Linked DNA regions of Mus musculus: region 1 is linked to region 2. The links are chromatin contacts, called in public Hi-C maps. All regions are on one chromosome and are shown on one strand. The core of a region is the stretch at or near the end of the contact, and the rest is flanking DNA. Distances in the headings are between cores, read along the strand shown.

Evidence for each region. A called contact is a pair of places that touch in the nucleus more often than the background predicts.
Region 1: a contact with region 2 is called in a Hi-C map of liver, with 9 times the contacts expected there. A contact is called at or near these places in 8 of 39 promoter capture datasets (the SN4741 cell line, embryonic stem cells, epiblast stem cells and 3 more), 10 of 484 Hi-C or Micro-C datasets (brown adipocytes, embryonic stem cells and liver), 6 of 130 datasets of targeted methods (embryonic fibroblasts, extraembryonic endoderm stem cells, fetal liver and 2 more) and 3 of 9 other capture datasets (adipose tissue, embryonic stem cells and liver).

What each region holds. Positions count from the first base shown.
Region 1 is chr19:38,187,754-38,193,921 of GRCm38.p6, reverse strand. It overlaps Fra10ac1 (FRA10AC1 homolog (human)), which reads left to right. Exons shown (of 14, transcript NM_001081075.2): 13 at 4,015-4,093; 14 at 5,122-5,445. The coding sequence ends at 5,164. Among named protein-coding and RNA genes, the nearest start is that of Gm52398, 27 kb to the right of the region's middle.
Region 2 is chr19:38,121,675-38,128,372 of GRCm38.p6, reverse strand. Rbp4 (retinol binding protein 4, plasma) reads left to right here and starts at 3,562. Exons shown (of 6, transcript NM_011255.3): 1 at 3,562-3,615; 2 at 3,726-3,854; 3 at 3,941-4,077; 4 at 4,238-4,344. The coding sequence starts at 3,744. Gm32440 (a long non-coding RNA gene) reads left to right here. Exons shown (of 4, transcript XR_877843.2): 3 at 77-194; 4 at 1,339-2,619.

The DNA.
Region 1 (6,168 bases), core at 1,527-4,026, 66 kb before region 2:
TAGATAGATAGATAGATAGATAGATAGATAGATAGAGAGAGAGAGAGAGAGAGAGATAGGTAGATAGATAGATAGAAGGAAGGATAGATGGATCCATCTTAAATGATTGGTCCATGTCTTGCTTCTTTTGTAGAAGGGGTATAAACAGGCCAGGCCAGCTTTATTGAATTATTGTCAAAAGAGAAGATATATACAAAAAGTCTGTCTCACACAAAGGAAGTCCTTGATAACCTGTAGCTCTGTTGCAATGCCAGCAAAAAGAAAAATGCCAGACATTAAACAGTCTGTATTTGCTCTCTGAATTGATCAGATCAAAAGTTAATACCTGACCATTTATTATGGTTATTAGAGACATTCGCCATTCTTCAGTTGAATGAGTTTTTAGTTATCATATAACATCCACAAAATGTAAGCATTTGGGAAAACCTGAAGCATTAAGCACCACACACTAAGGAGAGCTTTGAAGGCTGAAGCAGATCAGACACCGAGCAGCCGGTATGGTACAAGTACTGAAGTTGTGCCATGGGAAGAATGTTGGCGAACTATCGATGTTTAGTTTGGAGAAAGGTGGAGGATACGAGGAGGCGAGCGTGAGGGTGAGGACATAAAACTTGGAGGTGTTTGGAGGCTGTTACTCGATGGGAGAAGTATCTTTGGTGATTGGTTCATGGAGTCTGTAGATAAAAAGAACCTGAAAACACATTTTGTCCTCGATTTAAGGGAAACTGTCCCTTGGAATTCTCTGACAAATGGAAGTGAACTGTCTCAGGAGACAGATTGGATGTGGCTTGTTATCACAAGTACCATGGTGACTGGGTTCATCTGCAGGCAGAGCTGGATGAGCAGGCCCAAGAGACCAGTAGCACAGCAGGCCGCGGCTCAGCAGATCCAGGCTGGTGCTGCCAAGCCTGAAGACCTGATTTGACCCTTGGGACTCACGTGTCCAATGCGTGACCTGCACACACGCATTGTAGCATGTTCGCATTATATCACACACATAAATGTGAAGAGAAGAAAATAACTAATTCTTGCCCATAACCACTGCAGACTTGACAGTGAGGCTGTAAGAGGGCCGTTGTGTATAGACCACTCTACCTGTCTGTCATTCCGTAGTGGGACTCTTTCACCCCTGGCAGATGGTTGTAGTGGTAACTGTTAGTAGTGACTCCCGTCCTCAGGGTATCAAGAAGTTTTACTCATAGAGTGGAAGGAACTCTACAGATCATTTAGTCTATTCCTATAGATTTGATTCTCTGAGGTAATTTGACCACTTTTCCAATGGATACTCTGTCAGAGGGATTTATTTTAAGATGATTTAACTTTTTAAAAGTAAAATTTCATTATCTGGTATTAGAAAATTGATGTGCTGCTGGGCTGGGGCAATAGTCCATTTGGTACAGTGCTTCCGTGAAAGCAAGAGATACTGAATTGAGTTCTCAGAGCCCACTTTAAAAACTGGGACAAGGTCAGCTCAGTGAGTGAAAGCGCTTGCCACCAAACTTGACAGCTTAATCCCTGAACCCACGTGGGAGTGGGATAGAACTGATTTCCATAGCTTCTTGTCTAGCCTCCATACTGTGTCCTGCATGAGCACCCCTGCATGAGCATGCACATATATAAAAATAAGTGTATGATAAATGTCCAGGTATAGTTGCACACATTTTCAATCTTAGGGCTGGGAAGGCAGAGACAGGCAGATCTCTGGGTTTGTGTCAGGCAGCCTCACCTGTTTAGTAAGTTCAGGGCCAGTGAAAGACCCCTTCTGTGGACAGTACCCAAGGAACAACACTAGAAGTTGACCTTTGTCCTTCATGTATACACGCACACACTATACTTATGCATACCACACACAGACAGATAGACTCATACAAAGGAAATTAGTGTAGAAAAGCTGACTTGTGGAAAGTATTCTTAAGAGGGAACAGAGTGAACACCAGAGCTGTTTGCAGTGTAAGATTTTACAATCAACTGCTTGTTTTTAAAGGCCATGTAGGTTCTGTTCTCTGACGGCTGGACAGTAATGCCATATAGAGAACTTCATTAGGCATAATTGGGTTTTCTGTTCTTTCTTATCTCAGCAAGTGGAAGATTTTATTCTTTCTTGTGTTATCAGTTCAAGACACTGGGAACTGTGTTGATGGCTGTCACAGAGCAGGAATCTTCCTCTAAGACTTTATAGTTTCATCATCATGTGTACATAGCTCATTAGACAGCACCCTCCCCCTGCTATTTGTTAAAGTTGGTGCCACAACAGGTTCAGTTAGGATCAAAGTTCAGGCATACACATTGATTCAAAGATCAGAGTCCAGCAGGTAAAAGGCTAGAACCACCGTGGCAAATCAATGCGGCTTTATTTTTGTCCTGTGCTGAACTGAGGGACGTTCTGTACTGGCAAGCCAAATCCGAGTTAAGTCAGAACTCTAGTGGTAACTCTCCAAGGCAATTAGCTCTTATTACGTCATTCTTGAAGTAGCATCTTTTCTTTTAATCCTATGGACGTTGTGTAAGTTAAGGTTTGTAAAGAGCACACTGTGTTAGGATGAGCACATCAAGATGTTCTCTTACATTTGAAAGAGTATTTGTCAAACATTTGGAAAAATAATGCTTATTACTTTAGAAAAACTTATTCTGAGAAGAGGAGGCCTTCTCAGACATTGTTTGGAAGAATGGAAACTCTCTAACCTTTCTTCTGGAGGAAAACCTGACCCTGTAACTGGGTTAGAGCACATGTGGTGGCCAATGATGCTGCTTTTGGAATTTGATATTTTATTTGGAATAGATAAGCTCCTCAGATAAACATGGGCAGAAATGCACACTGTTCACCAAGAAAAACAGCGTGGTGGACTGTGTGCCCGCCCACTGTGGAGCTCTTGCTAGCATGTTTAAGATCCTGGGTTTAATCACCAGACTGCTCCCCACCCACCCTCACCCCCAATAAAAATAAAAATGGGAAATACAGCCTAAATCCCCACCAATCAGAAATTAACGATTGGTTAATCAAATTCCATATAACAGTTTTTGTTTTGTTTTGTTTTGTTTTGTTTGTTTGTTTAAGGTTTTCACAGGGCTAGATAGATGGCTCTGTGGCTAAAGCACATATTGGCCTTGGAGAGGATCCAAGTTCAGTTCTAGCGCCTTCATTGGGAGATCTGACACCTCAGCCCTCTGCAAACACCTGTACATACATATGCATCATTCAAAACAAAGATAAATCCTAGAAAGAAATCTCATTATAAAAGCTTTGACATATTTATACGTATTGTCAAGGAGAACTGTCTCTGCTATCTCAAATCCTTTATAGTTACAGTTATGCACAGTATAATCTTAATTTAAATATATATATATATATATGAATGATACCTTTTTAAAGACCAACCACACTTAAAAAGTGACTGTATTACCTGTGGCCTGGGGTAACTTTTCCTTAGGACTTTAAACATTTCCAAATTGCTTTTATTTTAGACAGTGGCAGTATGTATTACCTATAAAATCAGTAAAGATAATATATTCCTATTTTTAAAATATAACAAAATAGACCTCACATGAATTATCTAAACTCAACTAAAATTTATTCAATATTGGATAAAGTAGTATCAGGCAGACAAACTATTCCATGATGTAATTACATTAGTAAGTGGCTCATCTCCAGTGAAAACCCTTAGCCTACAGGAACTAATCTTGAGTGTAGGTCCTAATACATATATGTTCTTTACAAAATTCTTCATTTCTGTTGTATGGCCAAGGAAATAATTAAACCAGCTGCTATTTTAGTGTAACATGGGGAAGTTGTTCATTAGATATTACTTGCATTCACTTTTTGATGAGGCTCTGGTGTTTTTCATATTGTTTAATTTTTTAAAATTTATGGTATCTTGAGGAATAAGTTAAATTTTGTGGAATCATAGAAGTTGAAGCTAAAATACTGCTAAATTCATGGTTAATTTAATTGCACTGGTAAACGATTCAGAATGCGTTATGTTAAAACAATGACGACATTTCCTTGTCAATGAGCAGGAAACGCTGAGGAGGAAGACAGTGCTTCAGACTCTGAGCTCTGGAAGGGTCCGCTGCCAGAGACAGATGAGAAGTCCCAGTAAGTGCTCATTCGCAGGTGCTCCATCCTGGCCTCAGCTTAGCATCTGTGGGTACTGCCGTTCTTGATAGCAGTTGATGAAAATATTTAATGCCATGGATGTTGATTTAGTGCCAAAGTCTCCCTATCCTGGTAAGGTGCAAGTTTATTACCAGTCATTGTTTGGGGATGCAAGCAGCCAGTATGTGCAGCGTCAGTTCACTTTAACAGGCAGCCCTCTGTTCTTGCCTGGATTCTTTCCGAGACGGCTGCTCAGTCGCATCTTGGACAGCCTGTCCCATGGTGTTAGGATTCTCGTAACCCATTCCAAGGAGCCCCTTGAAGATTTACACAGGTGTAAGGATGCCTTGCCAGCAGCCATCTCAGCCTCCCACCCACAGGTGACCCAGTGCACTTGTTCTCTGCCGCCCTTGACTCCAGAGCCTGAGCTGCTGGCTACTTGAGGCTGGCTGCAAACACTAACGTTATTTAGCACTGGGTACTTCTCACCGTATTTCACAGGTTATACTGAATGTGGCGTCTCCTCAAAGCTCTGCTTTAGATGAAACCTCTATAAACTATAAATAGGTAGCCACTGTTCCCAGACTAATAAAGCACTGTGGCCTGAACAGATGTCCTCACATTCCTGGGAGTAAGACGTGGTTTGTTTTTTAGACATAGTTTCTGTTTCAGGCATTTCTTAAGCAGGTTGTAATTTGAAGTAGTGAACAGAGAAGGTACAAAGTCAACCAGAAAGGCAAAGAGAAGCAATGGTCTTTCACAAAGTACTTCAAAGAAAACTGAGGGGTTTTAAGAGAGGTGAAGTATTCCAGTTTTAATCATTCTGAGCATAGATAGGATTGTTTAGATACTAAGAATTATTTGAATTATGAAAGCCAACTGGTATAAAGAGTGATAGCTAATATACTAGACGAAAATATTTTAATTAGTTTCATATATCACTTAATTTTTTACTCTATTGATTTTTTTAATTTAATTTTCATTGAGTACTCTTGATTATAATCAATATTTGTACTTTTTTTTAATAGGGAAGAAGAATTTGATGATTATTTTCAGGATTTGTTTCTGTGAACTGGGAGAGAGAATCTTATTCCTTGGTGAGGAGATGTACAGAGACACTCGGTGAGTGTGTCCATGCTGTTGAGTCTGGACAGCCACTGGGATAGATCCTTCAGCAGCACGGGACATTTCAGACATTTCCTCCTTTACTTTCGTGGCTGCTCGGCTGCTTATCTAAAACCTGGTTTTGGCTCTAGCTCTACAGTTTATGGTATACTTGTTTCAAGTGTCATTTGAACATGGAGTGATTGTCATTGAGCTGTAAATAAATTATTTAGTGTCTTATTCTAAAATGTCAGAGTCTTTCCTTTCATTAAATAATTGTTATTAACTTATTCTGGAGTGCTCACCAGGCTTCTGGTGTGCATGAGCTGCTATGCTGAGCACTGCTTTGAAGGAGCTATTTTGAAAGTCATTTTACAATCCTTTCTGAACGATCAGAAAGCAGCAAAATTATTGCCAGTGTACCAGTGTTAAATATTGTGTAAAAGTCTCCTTATTGCCTCAAGGTGTTGTTTCTTTATAGTAGTACTTATTTTGAGTAAAAAGAAATACTTGATTTCTGAGGGAAATTATCTGAAACATCCAACATCAAAGTTGGAGTTTCTATAATAGTGGAATTTCTATAGCTAAGCATTCTTACAATGAAATATGTTGATCATTCAATGGTCATCAGAAAATAAGAGTTCTGCAAAATTAAATGGTAACTGGGAAGAGTACACACCATTTATAATAGAATAATATGTTTTGGATTGACAATACAGTTTATGATACGAAGTTCATGTATGAATTTAGATAATTATATAAAATCCCAGCGATCTAGCACAGTGGCCAGTAATGGGAGTCATTTTAAGGAGTCTTTGCAAGTCTAAGGTAATGTTAGACATCAACTCTATAGCTACTTCATGCTATGACTCCGTTCAGTCAGTGATGGTCGCCAGGCCCTTGGTCAGGAGGCTGTGGGGTTCTACTTTTAGATTACAGAGACTCTGAAGCCAAGTGCTTATTAGAGACCT
Region 2 (6,698 bases), core at 2,313-4,812:
GGTAAAACATCTTCCAGCATTTTCTAGGAGATGGCGTGCTCATCAAGCTTAGCATTGACATTCATTTTTCATACAGATGATCCTTCAAAGTCTCCGTGGTGTAATCCAGAGCAAGTTAATTTCTCATGCAAGTAAATTCACGGAGGATGGGAGATGTGCTACTTCGGTTGTTTCATTGGCAGCAAATAAATGAGGTTGGTTGGACAGGCAACTTTTATGTAGCCCATCTGAGCCAGGTTACACACAAACATGTAACACATTCCAGAGGCCAGAACTTAGACTGTGGCTTTAGGAAGTTTTGGGGGGATGGCACAAGGAAAGCAAGAGCTGATGGTGTAGTCTCTATGAAAGGGGATAGAAAGACTTTGACAAAACGAGTCATCAATTCAGGCATAAGTGCTAAATCCTGAGAAACTAGACATGAGAAAGGTTTGTTTGCTGGCTTTGTTTTGTGAGACAGGGTCTTACCTTGTAACTCTGGATGGTTTGGAACTGACTATTTCGATCAGGCTGGCCTTGAACCCACAGAGAATATGGCTGCTTCTGCCTCTCGAGTGCTGGGGGATTAAAGGTGTGTTCCACCATGCCTGGTTTCTGACTGGCCTAAAAATATGTACTTTTTATGAAGCTTTTCAGTGAAGGAAGGTAAGTCAGTATCTATTGTGTGTAAATGGTGCGTCTCATAGAAGAAAGAATGGTGCAGCTATCAGCCTTGAAGAGAGAAATGACAAAGAAATGAACTTTATGTATATTAGATGCAAACTCAGAACACAACTGCGCATATAAAAAGAGCCAGAAAAAAATGTTGGCATATGAAGTATTTGTTTTATTGTATGTTTGACATTTTGTCTGTAGAAAAGCTGAAAAATACAAGCGGTACAAAGAAAAATAAGCCTTCAGTTGTCTGAATCCTATCATATATGGCTAACAGGATAACCACTGTGAATAGTTAACCTTTGGATACATATATACGAATTTTTTAAAATGTTATTTATTATGTCCAAAGCATCAGTTGGCCTGAAATCACATATTTGTAATCATGAAGAAACCCAGGAGAGAATGCCAAAATAAATTGTTTTTCTTTGCTGGGATCTAAAACATCAAGGTTTGAGAGAGGAGGGAGTGGGGAAAGGAGGAGTGGGGGAAGGGAAGAGAGGAGAGAGAGGAGGAGATTAATGGCTCTGCTTTCTAAACACCTAGGATATAAATGAATAACATTGTGGAGAGAAGACACATCGATATCCTCCACATTTATTTGCTATACAGAAAACATCTGAGCCACCAGATGTGCTCCAGGAGAACTGGTTGACCAGAGGGATTATGGGTCTTTTCTTTCAGAAATACTCAGCCAGAGGCAATGGGCTTACCCAGAAGCACATCGCTCAGGCTCTTCAGGACAAGCAGAGGACGGAATACAGTGCTGGGGAGATGCCAGGAGGTACCCAGAAGTCCTTCCCTGCGTGCAGAGATGTGGACCACAACCTCAGCAAACACATGGTTCCACCATGACCTTCTGAGCACGTCTTATTTGAGCTGCTGGCTTCTACCTTCTTTATCTGTGGTTGCAACCATCAGTGAGCCAAAAATATTAGAGGAAAAGGTCGCAGAAAAATAAAAACCAGAGGAAACAACCTGAACTCGCTGCACAGCAAGCACTCTGTTGAACACACGGGGGAATGGTGACACATTCCACACCCTGTGGTGGCCTCACGCCATCCCACAGACCCCCAGCCTCTCCTCAGTGTGTGTGTGTCTGAGTACTGGACACCTTCAGCTTGTTTATGAACCATGTAGTTAGGTGTTCATGTCCAGATGGCTACCAACTTTTTAATCATTCTCTAAACAATATAGCTTTAAAAAAAAGTTTGCATAACAACACACAACACTTGTGTCTACACTGAACTCATAGTTCTTTGTTTACAGTACAATAGTTATTTATATAACATGTACATTGTATTAAACATTATAATCCAGAGAAGACTAAAATACACACAAGGGTGTATATAGATTATATTCAAATGCATCCTTTTCTACAAAGGATTTGTGGGGCATAAGGTACTGGAATCAATGCCCCAGTTGAAACTGAGAGGCAAGAAATGCATCCTTTGGTAAAACTAGTCCAGTCAAATTTCCCAGTTAGCCTCCTGGCCAGAAACACTCTTCCCTAGTTGTAGAGTCCTATGGAAATAAAACATGGTCTCTGGTGCCACAGAGACTACAAGGAGCACAATGGGTGCAGGGGTGGAGAGAGAACCAGGCAGGTGAATGTCCAAAAGCTCACAGGAAGCTGAAGGAGGCCGCAGGTATCTCTGCAAGGTTGCCAGGCATGGCTAAGGTGCTTGTTGAAAGAAATGGCAACTTAGTTCTTTCTGTGGCGTCTCTGTCTCTCCTCCTTTCCCCATCTCCTCTTATATAGCTATGGCAGAGTGGTCAATGTACTCTCATATGCTCAGACTTTGGGCAATGGAGACACAAATACTTTCTCGTCAAAAAAAATTTTTTTTTTTCCCACTAAATCTCATTTGGTCGAAATCTTCCTCCTTTTAACTGCTAGGTTCAGTTTGACAGATCGCAAACTCCAAATACAGAGGGAAATGTAGAGTTATATCGTGCCATAGGCAAAAAAAAAAAAAAAAAAAAAAAAAAAAAAAAAAAAAAAAAAAAAAAATCAACCCTTCAACAGCTTTTTTTGGCTACTACCATTAAGGTTATGGAATTCTTTCCCTCTCCTTTTTCTCTTCCTGAGCCAGTTTTCCTCGCTGTTCTGGAAATAAATAAATCCTAATATGGCTTAGAAATAAAAATGCATGGTAAACACTTGGCAATTATGTTTTTCAGTGTGGTTTCAGGGGAGTGTGGCAAGAGAAGTGGACGATCAACCACTCGGCCATTGGCGCTGAGAAAATATTTCCTGTCCTGACCAGGTTGCGTTTCTAGAGAATATTTAACAGGGAGCGGTTTAGTCCTTCTAAAGATGATGAAATGAAAGAATAAATATTGACCCAAACAGCACCACAACTCATCAAAGAGTAAAATATGCCCTTTCTCAAAGGGGGAAAAAAAAACAGCCAAAATATGCCAAAAAGCTTCTCACAACAGCTCCTCAGTAGAAGCAGGGGCCACTTGGGAAAGCCAGGGCCTGGACGCTAATGTTCCAGGCTACATCATAGGTCCCTTTTCGCTCAGTGAGGCCACCATCACCACACCATGGCCACGTAGGCCTCCAGCCAGGGCAACAGGACCTGGAGGCCACCCAAGACTGCAGCTGGCTGCCGCTGGGTCCCCGGGCCAGCTCTTGGCCCCGATGGATCCTCTGGGCTGGAGAGTTTGGCTCCACCGAGACCACCCTGAGCGGAGCTCGGAGCATAGGCGACGTGGGACGGCAAGGCTGACGGAGGGGCCCCGCGTGCGTTCAGGAGTGAGTCAGGGAGCGTTATGCAAGCTCGGCCGCCCCCCCCCCTCCCGCCCCCGGCACCTCCCCGCGGTCTTTCACCCCGCGCGGTTACGAAAGCGCGACCCCCTCCCCCCGGAGCTATAAAGGACCGACGGCCGCTCGGCTCCGTCGCTCCACGCGCGCGCGAACGCGGCGGCCAGGCTTGCACGCGGCTCCTGCTGGTGAGCCGCCGCGCGCTCCCCCGGGGACCTGCAGGGCGGGGTGGGGCGGGAGGGGGCGACGGGCGGCCTCGGTCCTCCGGCCCCGCGTTTACCCTGCGCCTGTCCCGCAGGGCAGACTCCGGGGTGAGATGGAGTGGGTGTGGGCGCTCGTGCTGCTGGCGGCTCTGGGAGGCGGCAGCGCCGAGCGCGACTGCAGGGTGAGCAGCTTCCGAGTCAAGGAGAACTTCGACAAGGCTCGTGTAGGTATCAGCCCGGGTTCCCCGATTCCTGCGGGTCAGAGGTGGAGCCCAGACTCCAGTCCCTAGCTCTCTCATCTCTTTCTCAGTTCTCTGGGCTCTGGTATGCCATCGCCAAAAAGGACCCCGAGGGTCTCTTTTTGCAAGACAACATCATCGCTGAGTTTTCTGTGGACGAGAAGGGTCATATGAGCGCCACAGCCAAGGGACGAGTCCGTCTTCTGAGGTCAGTGGCCTCTGGTGGGCTGTGTGCGGCGTTCCAAAGTGCCTCCCACCTTGCCTTTGGCTCCCTGGGAGCCCAACCCTCACTGGGATGGGAAAAGAGTACCTTGGATGAGGTAGAAGCCCTTTCCTGGCTTGGCTCAGGATTCTCTTGGCTTTTGCAGCAACTGGGAAGTGTGTGCAGACATGGTGGGCACTTTCACAGACACTGAAGATCCTGCCAAGTTCAAGATGAAGTACTGGGGTGTAGCCTCCTTTCTCCAGCGAGGAAGTGAGTAGTGGGGCATACATGGCCAAATCACTGCGTTTCTGTTCAGCGGCACCGTTGGGAAGGGCTTCGAGAGGCAGAACCCTCAGCCCTGTCTGAATTTAGGGGATGTGGGATTAGAAGCGACTGGATTCTCAGCCTAAAATACCTAATCCAAGTTCGGAAGGGCCTTTGGGCTTATCGGGTACCATTTCCCTGATCATCCACTGTGACTTACTTCACGCTGTCTCACACATTACCACTCCACTCTGTCTCTTGGAGTGGAATCTCTGAGACAGTAGGACAATCTGGAACATCGGCAGAGCTAGAGACCGATATCCAAGAGGAGGGAACTATGTGTCTGAGCTGGGTCACAGCCCAGGCCCCTCCCGGTGGACTCCCAGCCAGGCAGTGTTCTGGAAGCAATAGTCTCCTTTCCTTAAATACTCATATGCAAGGCAGGATTTTGAGAACTCCCAACAAAGTTCCCTAAAGTTTGGGATTCTTCTCAGGACACACAATTGACATGTTCTTTGACTCCCCCAGCCCATTTCACTTAAATTATAGATCCGAAAGCTACTTGATAACTAAGGAATAATTTAGGGTGGGAAGAAGTATTGTGAGATCTCAGAAAGAAGGAACTAATCTCAGCCCTAAGGCAATGGCTCTAGACCTGCGTTCTGAGACCCTTGGGGGTCAAATGACCTTTTCACGGGAGCCAGCTCAAGCTGTCTAAAAACACAGACGTTTACTTACATTATGATTCATAGCAGTAGCAAAAATTACAGTTATGAAGTAGCAACAAAAATAATTCTATGGTTGGTGGTTATTGCAACATGAGGAGCTGTATTAAAGGATGGCGGGATTAGGAAGGGTGAGAATCACTCTCCTAGGGTGAAGGGGGGTGTCCGGGATAAATTTCTCCTTATTTTAACCTTTTCAGAAAGACCGTGTGCAGGGTAATAGTTAAGTATGCCACGTTAAAGTTAGACTGACTGAGTGCTGGAGATGTAGCTCATTGGCAGAACAATTGTCGCACATTCACGAGGTTCTGGAATCTATCTCCAAACATATGGGTGCAGGGGCTTGTGCATACACACTTGTGTGTGTGCGCGTGTGTGCGCGCCCGGCTTGTGCATGCACACTTTGTGTGTGTGTGTGTGTGTGTGTGTGTGCACGCGCGTGTGCTCCAGAGTGCGTGCTCACGAACTCCTGTGCACACACACACACACACGTTCATACCCACACACCCACAACCTAAGTTCAAATCCTAACTAAACTATTACCCGTGGGACCCTGAGTTGTTACCTAACTTTTCTGTGCCCCAGTTTCCTCCTTGTGCAAAGTAGACAGAATCACAACATGCAGATCGTGGGACTGTGAAGATATAATGCATGGGTGTGCAGAAAGCGCCAGGAAGAGTGTCTGAGGCATAAATTCTGTGTTGGATAGCATTTCTTCTTAGTAAAGAAATCTTACTCTTAGGTAAAGAAATCATAGTTTTATATTCTGGCTCTCGAGTGGGAGAACTCAGATATCTTCAGGTACAAGTTTACTACTATTTAAGTTAAGAAATGAGTGCACCAGGGGCACACACACAGCTAACTGTTGGGACCTGGTGACACCTCTTAGCCCAAATGATGTAAAGAAACATTTCCCCTGCCTTTACCCCTGTTTTCTGAGTCTACCAACTCACTTGAGGTGTCTGCCTTCCACTGTTTAATATGCTTGTCTGGGGGCCTCCTTCACAAACTCCAAATTCATTCCTTGTGCTAATTTCCTTCCTTGACCTTGACCTTACATTAAGCGTGAATTTGGACAGGAGGTTGCAGGCCACTCAGAGAGGTCTCTCTCCTTGTCACAATTTACACCTTACCAGATGGATACATTTGTAATAAGGCAGGCTGATTGGAAATAACTCAAGGCAAGTTAAATATAATAAACATCTATAGCTGATGCTGGAGTTCCAAGAAAATTCTGGCCATCCTGAATCCCCATTGTAGTAGATTAGAGAGCTAAAGGCATAGTGGCCATGACCATGAGCTTGTCAGCTGGGTGGAATGAGGAGCTGACTCCTTGGCCCTTTTTTGACTTTTTCTTTCCCCCATAAATGGCCTGGGAATCGACCCCAGACCATGTTAGGCAAGAGCTCTAATACCATGCTCCCTCCTTCAGTGCAAGCAGACTGCTCTGGTCTGCTGCCCCCTCCTTGAGCATGCTCTGTACTGATCTCTTTCTCTTCTCATTCTATGCACGGAGTGAGACATCTCAAAAGTAAAGGTCATTGCTATCAGCCTGTATTGGTCAAATATAGACATAGTTGCAGACTAGGTTCTCTAAAATCTGATTTCCTCTGCTCTCAACTTAAGTTAAGGAAT